4 separate regions of the Mus musculus genome follow, and all the other regions are linked to region 3. A link is a contact called in public HiChIP or PLAC-seq and promoter capture Hi-C data. All regions are on one chromosome and are shown on one strand. The core of a region is the stretch at or near the end of the contact, and the rest is flanking DNA. Distances in the headings are between cores, read along the strand shown. Region 1 holds the start of Caly (calcyon neuron-specific vesicular protein). Region 2 holds the start of Tubgcp2 (tubulin, gamma complex associated protein 2). Region 3 holds the start of Ap2a2 (adaptor-related protein complex 2, alpha 2 subunit). Region 4 holds the start of Cfap46 (cilia and flagella associated protein 46).

Evidence for each region. Promoter capture Hi-C pulls out the DNA fragments that hold promoters and counts their contacts. HiChIP or PLAC-seq counts read pairs in DNA pulled down with a chosen protein or histone mark. Capture Hi-C pulls out chosen DNA fragments and counts their contacts.
Region 1: a contact with region 3 is called in an HNF4G HiChIP or PLAC-seq map of pancreatic cancer cells. The contact joins the promoter of Caly here to the promoter of Ap2a2 in region 3.
Region 2: a contact with region 3 is called in a promoter capture Hi-C map of pancreatic islet, with 4 times the contacts expected there. The contact joins the promoter of Tubgcp2 here to the promoter of Ap2a2 in region 3. A contact is called at or near these places in 1 of 484 Hi-C or Micro-C datasets (B cells), 1 of 115 datasets of contacts at active chromatin or transcription factors (thymic regulatory T cells) and 2 of 9 other capture datasets (adipose tissue and pancreatic islet).
Region 4: a contact with region 3 is called in a promoter capture Hi-C map of cranial neural crest. The contact joins the promoter of Cfap46 here to the promoter of Ap2a2 in region 3. A contact is called at or near these places in 2 of 39 promoter capture datasets (the C10 cell line and cranial neural crest).

What each region holds. Positions count from the first base shown.
Region 1 is chr7:140,081,007-140,084,046 of GRCm38.p6, forward strand. It overlaps Caly (calcyon neuron-specific vesicular protein), which reads right to left and starts at 1,542. Exons shown (of 5, transcript NM_001190385.1): 1 at 1,456-1,542.
Region 2 is chr7:140,035,265-140,037,964 of GRCm38.p6, forward strand. It overlaps Tubgcp2 (tubulin, gamma complex associated protein 2), which reads right to left and starts at 1,410. Exons shown (of 18, transcript NM_001286007.1): 1 at 1,083-1,410. Zfp511 (zinc finger protein 511) reads left to right here and starts at 1,127. Exons shown (of 6, transcript NM_027201.1): 1 at 1,127-1,342; 2 at 1,556-1,629; 3 at 1,956-2,157; 4 at 2,252-2,376. The coding sequence starts at 1,190.
Region 3 is chr7:141,560,763-141,563,669 of GRCm38.p6, forward strand. Ap2a2 (adaptor-related protein complex 2, alpha 2 subunit) reads left to right here and starts at 1,418. Exons shown (of 22, transcript NM_007459.3): 1 at 1,418-1,664. The coding sequence starts at 1,598.
Region 4 is chr7:139,682,476-139,685,341 of GRCm38.p6, forward strand. It overlaps Cfap46 (cilia and flagella associated protein 46), which reads right to left and starts at 1,340. Exons shown (of 59, transcript NM_001302546.1): 1 at 1,247-1,340; 2 at 871-995; 3 at 529-660; 4 at 6-70. The coding sequence starts at 1,295. It overlaps Gm32680 (a long non-coding RNA gene), which reads left to right and starts at 1,579. Exons shown (of 3, transcript XR_389968.2): 1 at 1,579-1,664.

The DNA.
Region 1 (3,040 bases), core at 292-2,791, 1.5 Mb before region 3:
TCCCTGTCAAATTTCTAGCCCTCCGTCGTCAGGCAGAACATCGCATCCCAAGAGTGGACAACTCTCACCTTCTCTCAGCACACCAGAAGATTCCATCTAGGATTTTGGGGTTCCCGCTGGGAAGATGATAGGGGTCATAAAGGTTTAGAATTGGGAAGACTTCCTAACATCATCCACGGGTCCTCCCCTCTATCCCACTCTGTCATTTGGTCTCCCGAGAGTTTGTTTTTCATTTTCAGCGCTCTCCGGGGGTGGTGGGGCGGGTATCTCTGATCACGGTCTATGCACCAACAAGACGCTGACGGACAAATATTGGAGGATGCGAATTTTTATTTGAAAACCCATAAAAGCTGGGTTAGAGGTCACAGACTCACGTTCACACGGACCCTTTCATGCTGCGTCACACAGAAGTGCACATTGGTGGGGGCTCGTGCTCTCCTCTTACGACGCTGCCGCAGTGCCCACCCTGGTCTGCTTGCACCCAAGCCTTTTAGGTCATAGATGTTTGCCTCCAGTTTGAACGGCTGTTGTTCTGTGGGGCCCAAGCAAAGAGGGACAGAGAGGAGGGGCACAGCTGCTTGTGGCTCCCGACACTCACCAGCCACCTGTGGCCCAGCATCTAGAGCCAAGCCCCGCGGCAGGTGGTTTGAGACAAATGGCTATCATACCTCCTACCATCCTTTAACCTTCACTCAGCGACCCCCATCAGGCCCTAACGCTCAATGTTCTGGGCAACACCCCTTCTGCTAATCCCTTTCTCTCCATCGAGCTGTTTCCTTTTTTAACACCCAGCACCCAGCAGTCAGACCCGAACAGGAGCTGACGGTTTTGCCCCTGGGCCACCTTGGAGATGCACAGCTCCCACTGGCTCTCCCAGACCTGCAGAGGTGGAGCCAGCCCACAAGGAGGGGGTCTGCAGTCACCATGAACTGGGCGAGATGAGGTCCAGCTGTCCCGCCGCCCCTGCTACCCTACTATGCCCAGGATAAGGATTTGCAGCTTCATATGGGGTTTGTGCAGGCTGAGCAGCCATAATTCTTCCTAATGTCCAGGCTGCCACTGGCCTGTAGGGGTTTCTCGACATACCTTGAGGTCTAGGGACCTTTCCATCCACCTCAAGCCAGCAGAGCTGCTGCCCCCAACTGTCCCGAGAGGTCTAATGACCACCCTCCACCGGAGCCAGCGGGGCCAACCTGACTTCTAGTGGAGACCACAGGAAGGAGATGGCTGTGCTCCACCGCTCTGGCAGACATCGGATCAGTCAAATCACTCCCACATAGACTCTCAACCCCTACACCCATATCTTTGCACGTACATCCCACAGACGCACAGTCACACACTCTTGCACCCGCCCCCTTCCTCGCACCTCTCACATCCCTGCACCCTTGCACACCCACGCACACATGCTGGCCCCCTCGTCCCCATTCCAAAAGGAGAAACGTGGAAATGGCTCACAGGCAGTTGCTGCAGGACGCAGTCGCGGGAGGACAGGGATGCAGTGTAGATGCGGAGGATGCAGTTCCAGGCGCTTCACCACCAGGCGGGGCGGGCTAGGGGCTGAAGCCTGAGAGCGAGGCTGTGGTTGCCATGGAGATGCAGGCTGGAGGAGGGACCACTGTGGCTCAGGTGGCCTCACACCCCCTCCCACGGCAGATCTCTGCACTGTCTCTTATCACACTCACACACCTGACACAAGCACTTCACACACCCACGAAATACATTTCACATACTTGATACACACTTCACCCTCCCATACGCACATATTGCTTGCTTTCTTTCTTTCTTTCTTCCTTCCTTCCTTTCTTTCTTTCTTCCTTCCTTCCTTCCTTCCTTCCTTCCTTTCTTTCTTTCTTTCTTTCTTTCTTTTTTTTTGTTGTTGATTTTTGTTTATTTGTTTGTTTTTTGTTTTTCAAGACAGGGTTTCTCTGTGTAGCCCTGGCTGTCCTGGAACTCATTCTGTAGACCAGGCCTCAAACTCAGAAATCCACCGCCTCTGCCTCCCAAGTGCTGGGATTAAAGACGTGCGCCACCACTGCCCGGCTACATATTGCTAAGACACACTTCATACACAATTTACACCCCTGACACACACAGCATGCAAAGGCATACATCACACCAGTTCTCACATCTCATGTCACTTCACTGCAGGGGGGCAACCAGGAGACCAGAGGAGCCCTGGCTGCTCCTCCAGCTGGGATTCCAGGGGTTAAGGGAGAGCCTGTTCCTTCCCCTGAGATCTCACAATAGAAGCTGGGGTCAGGACAGCTGTGGTTGGCCTCTGACCTAGAGGGCGCTCCTCTAGACGCCTTTCCATGTCTGAATTTCTGGGCTGGAAGCTTTCCTAGGACTGGCCTTGTCTTGCTTGGTCACTGGTGCCTGAATAATGGTAATATGCAGAAGGCACTGGACAGATGTTTAGTTGATAGTATGCCTCGCTTCACACAGGGCATCTCTAGTGGCCGTGCTTCTCCTGGTCTTCCGCTCGAGGCAGCAGTACTCTCTGTTCACAGTTCTGTCTTGCTGTTGACTGGAATCCGCCTTAAAAAAGATTTATTTATTTATTTTATGTATATGAGTACACTGTAGCTGTACTGATGGTTGTGAGCCATCATGTGGTTGCTGGGAATTTGAATTCAGGACCTCTGCTCACTCTGGTGGAGCCCACTCAATCCAGCCTAAAGATTTATTTATTATTATACAAAAGTAAACTGTAGCTGTCTTCAGACACACCAGAAGAGGGCATCAGATCTTATTACGGATGGTTGTGAGTCACCATGTATTTGAACTCAGGACCTTCAGAAGAACAGTCAAGTGCTCTTAACCGCTGAGCCATCTCTCCAGCCCTGACTGGAACCCTCTTGCTGTCGTGAATCACGGCTTGTCCGCAGACAGGTATCTGAATTGTTCTCCTTTGTGTCTGTTGCATGACATGTAACAACATTCCTGACCAAGTCTTCGTTAGACACATGCTTCTATTGCTCTTGGGTAGATGCTGGAAAGTGCAACTGTGGTGAGCTGTCAACATGGGTGCTGGGAACTG
Region 2 (2,700 bases), core at 160-2,659, 1.5 Mb before region 3:
GGCAGTGGTGGCGCATGCCTTTAATCCCAGCACTTGGGAGGCAGAGGCAGGTGGATTTCTGAGTTTGAGGTCAGCCTGGTCTAACAAAGTGAGTTGTCCAGGACAGCCAGGATACACAAAGAAACCCTGTCTCGAAAACAAAAAACAAAAAACAAAACAAAACACCTAACCAAGACATGGCCTGTCAAAAACATTTTATCATTTGCAAAATGTCAAGAATCCAAATACTTTTACAGAGACAAAAGTGAGAGAGATGATATCACGCCTGGTCATAAGCAGCTGTCTAAAGACATAGAAACGCTCATTTCCAGGGCTTAATTACAGAAAGGCTTTCCTTCCTTCATCCCTCCCTCCTTCTCTTCTTCGCCCCCCCGCCCGTGCCTCTCCCTGCTCCCCAGGTCCCTCTCCTTAGGGGGAAGGTTTTACTATAAATAAGAGAGAAAACATCCAGAGACATTTGGAAGAATCCAGAACAGAGAGAAAGAGAAACAGACCGAGCAAGGCCTGGGCTGAGAGAGAGGGAGAATAATCCCAAAAGGCTTTCATTTGTATCTATTAAACAGTAGCGTCCCTTCTTTCTTGACACTTATATTCATACTGGGGGAGGGTGACCTACTTTGGTAGAGGAGCAAAGTTAAAGCCCCTCAAAGTGTCAGCCGCACGTTTCGATCGTCTTTTTGTTTAGGTTAGGGTTTCTTTCCACACCTGTCTCTACTGCAGCAGGCCCTGATCCCTTCACCCCTGAACCCCGAGCACCAGCAGCAGATGCAGAAAACCCGCAGGCCAGCACCGCAGTCACCGCGGGGCTGTCAAGAGAGGAGTCACACTAACCACGAACTTCCCAAGGCCACTGCCTCCAATTGGACTCCTGGAGAGGACTGAAAGAGCCAGAGAGGCAGTCGCACCGTGGAGCGAGACAAGCCCGGGCTGGCGGACGGAACCGCCGGCGGCAGAGGCCCAAGAGAATCAGGCTCTTCCCCGCTGCAGGCCAGCCTGGCTCCGGTACCCGATCCCGCGCCCGGCTCCAGCCCCGCCCTTCTCCGACCAGTTCCCGCCACAACACAGACCCAGCCCTGACTCACCTCCGCGCGTCGCGTCCCGCCCCGCAGGGTCGCCACAGGAAGTTAGTAGACGTCACGTCCGTCACCACCCCTCCGACGGTGGCCGAAGGGCCGCGGCGGCCGTGGTGATGTTGCTTCCCCCTGCACTATATTCCCGCCTGGCCGGGGAGCCGGGGGCAGCCGAACCGCTGCCCGTGGAGAGGAACCCTGCGGCTGGGGAGGCACCCTTCCGATTCGCGCCGCGTGCCGTGCGCTTCCCGCGGGATCACGAATTCTTCGAGGTGCGTGACAACCCGGGCGGAAGATGTCCTGAGCCCCACAGGGAGGGGCCTAGAAGCAAGACTGTCGCTGTGGGCGGGGCTTGTGGGGACCGGACCTGTGGACCGGATCAAGGGGCTGGACACAGCTCTATGGGTTGGGGCGTGGCTCCGAGCTGTAGGGCGTGGCTTCGATGCCGGAGTCCACCCACAGCTCTTGACGCGTGTCTTCTGTAGGATGGGGATGTGCAGCGGCACCTGTACTTGCAGGACATGCTCACGCAAGTGTCCGAGACGCCGGAAAAATCCATGTGAGCACCTTGGCTTCGAGGCCTTACTCGGCTTGCTAGCGCTATCCTGATTCCTCCTCTCTCGTCCGCTTACACCCTGGGACTCCGACCCCTCCCAGTTGACACCCGAGTAGCATCCACTTAGCACCACCCTGCCCTAACAGGAGCATGGCTTGGCTGGACTTCCCTCCCCTAGTCTGTTAGTAAGGTTTGGGGTGGCACAAGAAGCGCTCTTCTTGTTTCAGGCTCAGCTGGAATATGGGTAAGAAGTTCCGCCGGAATTCCTGCCTTGGGATAGTTGGGGGAAGGGGGAAACATTCTTCCAAGAGACACACCTCCTTTCCCAGGGTGCCTGAGTTCACCTGTCAGGTGGCTGGCTGTTGCCAAGTGTTTGCCGCCATAGAAGACTACCAGCACCACTACCACATGATGCATGGAAACACCTGCTCCTTCTGCAACCGTGCCTTCCCCTCTGGGCATTTGCTGGATGTCCACATCCTGGAATGGCACGACTCTCTGTTTCAGATCCTGGCCCAGAGGCAAGACATGGTGGGTGCTGACTGCACTGGGTGCATCTGCAGTGGTGACTGGGATTAGGGCTTAGGGCAGGGTGAGAGTAGAGGTGACACTTTATTCTTTGTAGTACCAGTGCTTGGTTGAAAGCTGCCCAGAGAAGTTCAAGACCAGCCAAGACCGGAAGGATCACATGGTGAGGCTACACCTGTACCCTGCGGATTTCCGATTTGATAAGCCCAAGACGAACAGAGGGTACGTGAGGGACCCAGTTGTGACTGTCCCCAGTCTTAAGCCTGGGAACAGACACTGTAATCAAATCTTAGTGAGGACACTAACAGAGCAGAGGGTGAGGTGCTAGCAAGTGCTTGTGCTGGTGTGGTGTCTTCCATGGCCCTCTGATGCTACCAGCAGGGCACTGGGGACTGTCCCAAGTGTGTGTGCTTTTCCCATGGAATCCCCTGTGTGCTCTTCACACTTCTCCCATGGAACCCCCTAGGGTTTCTCTCTCTCTCTCTCTCTCTCTCTCTCTCTCTCTCTGCTTACTTTTATAAACTTGCCAACAAAGCTGTCTGTTAG
Region 3 (2,907 bases), core at 168-2,667:
CTATATTTATGGTGGGCCTCAATCAGACTAATCTAGAAACTTCCTGACAGGTGTGTCCAGATGTTTGTTTTCATGATGAGTGTAGTAGATCCTATCCAATATGACAACCAAGATTAACCATTTTTTAGACATGGCTCAGTGGGTAAAGGTGCTTCCTGGGACTCACAAGGTGGAAGGAAAAAAATTGACTCTCACAAAGTGTCCTTTGAGTTCCACATTGCACACCCCTTTCAATAAATAATTTATAATGAAATTATTTAAAATACTAACTATAGGATGGCTGTGGTGACTCTCAGAGTCAGTACAATGGAGGAGTCTGAGAATCTCCTGCAGTCTCATTCCTGTCTGGGCATAAGCAATGGGATTCCTATTGCCACCTGTCCAGCACTCCTTATATGGCCCAGAAGCATCTTTTTGATGGTGCAGACAAGCTGGAGGAAGTTTATTTTCTGGTGCTGGCTCTTTCACCTCTTAAAAAGTCAGGCAAATTCAGCAGCCTCACCAGAGATTTGGCTTATTATGTTCTCAGTTTCTTCCATCAGTCCTGGGACCTTGGTGGACTGCCTGATTTATAGGAGGGTCGTGCCTCTTATTCTCTGGACTAGGCTCTACCACATCTGTATAAAAGCAAGGGACAGAGAGTTCTGCCTAGTGGGTCTGGATCATGATAACCACCTTAGGTGTGAAGCTTCCTCTTCACAGAAGAGAGCTAGGGAAGAGCCACCATGATCTCCACTTCCTGGAGTGGTGGGCCAATCCCGCTCTTCTGCAAAATGGGTCCATAGGAAGGATCCAATGGGGCCACCTCGCTAGAGAGGGGAACAGGGGAGCAGAAGCAATAAGCAAAGGGGCCTGGATGAATGCTGAGAGGTTGTACTCCAGACAACAGTCACCTCGGCAAGAGTGGTCAGTCTAGCTTCAAGCCTCAGTTTCCCCATTTGTAAGGGAAGTAGGAACCTGGAGTAGCGCTTCCTTTTGTCCCAGTTTAGAGGCTTGTAAACGCCTCTCACTCCGGTTCCACGCCGGTGGCCTGGGGTAGGTCAGTCCAACTGCCAGGGCTCTGGGGCCGGTTTGCACAGGCAAAGGTTGACTGCTGTAGGTGCTAGTGCAGCCCGCTCCTCCCCTACACCCCTGTGTGACACTGGGTTGATCCCGCACTGGTGTCAGTGTCTCTGTCTAGGTAAAGCCGGGCTCACCCGTGAGAGCGAGATCGGGGCTACTCCGGTATACATTGGAAGGATCCTTCACCAGGCGGTGATACCAGGAGGTGTAGCGCCTGCGCGCTCCGCACAGCTCCGGTTCTCCAAGCAGCAATCCGGCTCTATCCCGCGCCACGCCCCCATCCTCCTCGTCCTCCCCCCGCCCCCCAGCACCGCGAGAATGCGCACGCTCTCTTGCACCGCCCGTCGCCGGGCGCGAGGCTCAGCGTGCGCGCCAGCGCGTGCGTCGTGCGTGCTCGCGCGCGCAGCCCAGCGAGCGGCGCTCGGGGGCCCGAGGCGGCTGTGGCTAGGCGGCTCCGCGCTCCAGGGCTCTTCGGCGTGACCGCCGCGCCCGTGCTGTTCTAGCCCGCCGCCGAGGCCGCTCCCGGGGCGCAAAGATGCCGGCCGTATCCAAGGGGGACGGGATGCGAGGCCTAGCGGTCTTCATCTCCGACATCCGCAACTGTGAGTGCCAGACGCCGGGCGGGCCTGAGCGGGGGCGCGGCCGGGGGTCCGCAGGTGCGGCCGGGGGTCTGGGGGGTTCGGCCGGAACGGGGAGAGGGGTGTGGGCCGGTGCGCGGGTCCGCTCAGGCTTGAGAAGGAGGGCTGTGGAGTGCAGATCGCGCGGTGGGGCGGGGGTCCCGCGCGGGCGCTTAGGGTGCAGAGCGCGCGTCCTGGGTGCACATCTGGCGGGAGTTGGTAGCCTGCTGCGGGGGGACCAGACTGGGGTGATGGTGGTGGTGTCCCAAGTCCTGACCCGAAGATGAGGTGTAGAGTGAAGATTCGTGCTGGTGAGTGGGGCAGGGTCCTGGAGGTGCAAATCTGGCAGTGGGGTTGGGGTAGGAGCAGAGATGTTAGGCAGAGATCTGGGGTGCGGACCCCTGGTAGAGTGATTGCATGTATGGGTTTGGACAGTTGGGAGATTGCCTGTGGGTGTTCAGACTGAGGTGCGGGGCTTAGGTGTCTTGAGATCTAGGTGTAGCGATGGGAGTGCGGGGCGCGGTGGGGAGTCTGTGGGGTTTGTGGCACAGTCGAGGGGTTTCCGGCCCTAGACGCCCCTCCCCAGCATGATGTCATCTTGGTCTTTCTAGTAATGGAGCCTTTAACCCAGCCTTTTCCAAAACAGCGTGGATTTCTCTTTGGGCGGGGATAGGGACACTATACGTCTCTCGGACCTGATTCAGGCGGCATGTTGGGCGATGATTAGATCTCACCCACTGCGATTAAAGTGACTCATTCCCCCAGGGAACCGGGAGCAGCCGGGTGTGGATGCTGGAAGCTGCGCCTGCTTCTCCGCTGAGCAGTTCTGTAGCCAGTGTCCCCTGGGTGGAAAAAAAAAATCTGCTCAAAGTGAAATGGGTCGGAAGGTTAAAGGTCAGGCAGGGCGGGTGCCCAGGACTTTGGCTTACAGAAACTTCTGAGGGTTATCAGACACCCCCTTACTGATGAGAAGAAAAGCCATTTTCCTGTCAGTTTATTTTTTTCTTGGTATCCAGCAAATAGCTGACTCCATGATTTTTGTTACTTTAGAGATTAATATGCTTCCTGAGGAATTTTGCCCAGTGTGTCGTCACACTAACACTTAAATTTATACTGTATTCCCTAAGACTGTGTGCAGGACCCCAGCTTGCCTGGGTCTGTAGGACTCTGGAAGAGGTAGATTTCTGTCCCTCCCTGCTCTGCAAAGATACAGGCATCCTTGGATCAG
Region 4 (2,866 bases), core at 90-2,589, 1.9 Mb before region 3:
CCTACCTCGGTTCTCCTTTTGCAAAGTTTATGGCCTTCATGTACTGTGTCACGCAATTTTCAAATTCTTCCTAAGACAGCACAAAGAATACCCAGGTGAGCCAACTAGCCACCCCAGCACCCACTGCTGCTCATCTTCATTCCTGGCATCCAATGCAAACTGGTTTTCACCCCAGCTTATGCACAGTCCGGGGACAGCGAAGACCCTTGAGCAACCACAGCTGGCTGTGCCTGTGGGTTCCAGACTCTCCCACCTCCCGCTCTGCCCAGCCCAGGAAGGGCTTTGGGGGAGAGAAGACAGAAAGGTCATAGCACCCCCTTGCAGAGGTGGGAGGTCATATGGACTCATGTCAGGCACCTGGCGAGTACCGAGCGGAGAGAAAAGCACAAATGGGAACTGCCGATGTTTTTTGCATCACTGTGAAGGAGACTCTGGTTCCTCAGTCCCATTTTGCTTTAAAGCTTCTCTAAGACCTGCCTTGCTGCCATCCCTGGAGGTGGGGTGAGAAGTGGAGAGGGGTAGTCTTACCACATTTTCCTCTGACTGTGGGGCACAAAGCTGGGCCCTGCACAGGTGCGCTCGGCCCAAAAACTGAGTGATTGGCGCCTTCACTTTGAAGTACATCTGGATGCAGTCTTCGCTTATCTCAGGCTCTTTCATCTGTAGGAGATTGAAGCCAGGAAGAGGAAGGAAGATGCCCAGGATGAAGGCGCTCTGGGTCACTGGTGAGGCTAGCTTGGTCATTTCTATACTCACAACACTCATCAAATGTCCCATCCACCCTAACCCTGTGCCGTTTACACCCAAAGATGTGAAGGTGGGGACAGGTTCATTGTGTGCCAGTGACAGCCAGTCACTCAAGGGCTTCACCTTGAGTGCCTGCTCTGCACACAGCACAAACAGGTCCGGGCTGAAGCTCTCTGTGGGGTCAAGCTCCGACTTTCCCAGGTTTGCAGACTTGATCAGTTCATAAGCTCTTCGCAGGGCAGTTGCATCTATCGGGCAGAGGATCAGCAGAGGGGCCCAGCATAGGTATGTCAGAGAGACACAGTCCACAGTCCCTGGAAGAGCCTTCCTCTGGCACAGAAATATGGGTCTGAATTCCTGGCCAGGTTGCTTTCAACCATCCCCACTCAGCGACTAGGCCAGGGTTCAACAACTGTATCCACCGCATCGCATCACGGACTTTTGTGCCACTCTACTTAGGTCAAGGGGTTCCCATCAGCAAAGTTAGAGTGAGACCCACCTTGTTGATTCCGGGCACGGGCCAGTTCCTGCGTTATGATCAGGTCCATGGCCCTGGAGGCCCTCAACTATACAGCTCCACTGCTGGACCAGTAGCGGTTGCCTAGAGACGGGGCCCAGACCAAGGACGCGGGAGCTCGGGGCGGGGCTACACTTGAGGAGTCCGTGACGCTGGGAGTAGGGAGGGGAAGGGGGCGGGGAAGTAGACAAGAAGCAGGCGGAGCGGAACTGATGGACACCGAGTGAGGCCAGGTCAAGAACTCTTGAGTGTTGAATTGGCACCCAGGGCACCCATACCATGCTGTCTTCACTTTCCTTGCCAGGCTGCGCTCACCTCCCATCCATCCACCCATGTTTCTGTGTCCTGCTCTGTTGCGGCACAGAAAGACAAGGGAACTCCACAAAACCTCCCTGCTCCGGTAAGCGCGGGCTGGACGGATGCAGGAAAAAGATCTAACAGAAGATGCCTACCAGAGCAGGAAGGTGGGCTGCTGGGTACCAGTCGGACAGGGAAGTTGCCAGCCTCAGAAAGCGTGCCCCTTTCTATCTGCAAGGGCCACCTGTGGCGGGTCTACATGTGTGACATTATCTAAGGGATCTGAGGAGTGAAGACTGAGTAGACCCGCCTGTAGCTGCTGCCTGGGCAAGAAGCCTTGGAATTGGAGCAGTTCTGGGATCAGGAAGGATGCGGGGGGTGGGGTGGGGGGACGCCACAAACGCTCTAGAGCCCTTGTTCGAGGATCACTCTTAGAGATGACTTTCATTAAGACATAGTAGTCTTGGAGGTCCAAGCTGGGGCAGAGCCCGGAGCTGCAGGAGGAGCTGCGCTTCATCAGCTGAGAAGCAGTGGTCGGTGGGCAATGATGGAGATCCCCGGGGCAGCAGGTGGGCAGCAGGTTAGCAGGCGTATAGGCAAAGACAAAGCTGACTCTAGTATCCTAAATGAGCGTTTAGAACGGCGTGCAGAAGGACAAACGTGTATACAAGATCTAAGGGAAAAAGCCGCAGTCCCCAAGGCCACGCCCCCAGTGACCTACTTCCTCTAGCCAGACACCACCTCTTAAAGAATACCGAACCTCTCGAAATAGCGCCACCTGCTGGGACTATGAGTCAGCACATGAGCCCGTGAGACCTTAGCAGGCGCAAACTAAAAAACCACAGAGGGAGAAACAGATAAAATCTTTCCTCAGAAGTAGAGTCTTCTGATCTTTTGAAAGAAGCTGTTAGGAAAATGAAAAGGTAGACTACAGGTTAGAAGAAAACATTCATAATAAAATCTAATACAAGACCTGTGTCTAGATTATATAAGAGTTCAATGGATAAATCACAGGCAAGTTTTAGAAGATGCCAAAGACTTGGATAGACACTTGACAACGTGAGCTACTTGACTACCCAGTGAGCAGGGAATGAGTGCAGCCGCCACCGTTGCCAGTAATCAGAGAAACAACACAAAGAAATGCCTCCCACATTCAAACCCATTAGTGCAGCTAAAATCAAGAAGCCTGATGATAGAGGTCCTGGTGGGGACAAACAGCTGCATGTGCCACACAGCTGGTGGGGATAAAGTGACAATCACCGAAAAACTGGGAGCTCTAAGTAAACTGAGGCATGTACTTGACTC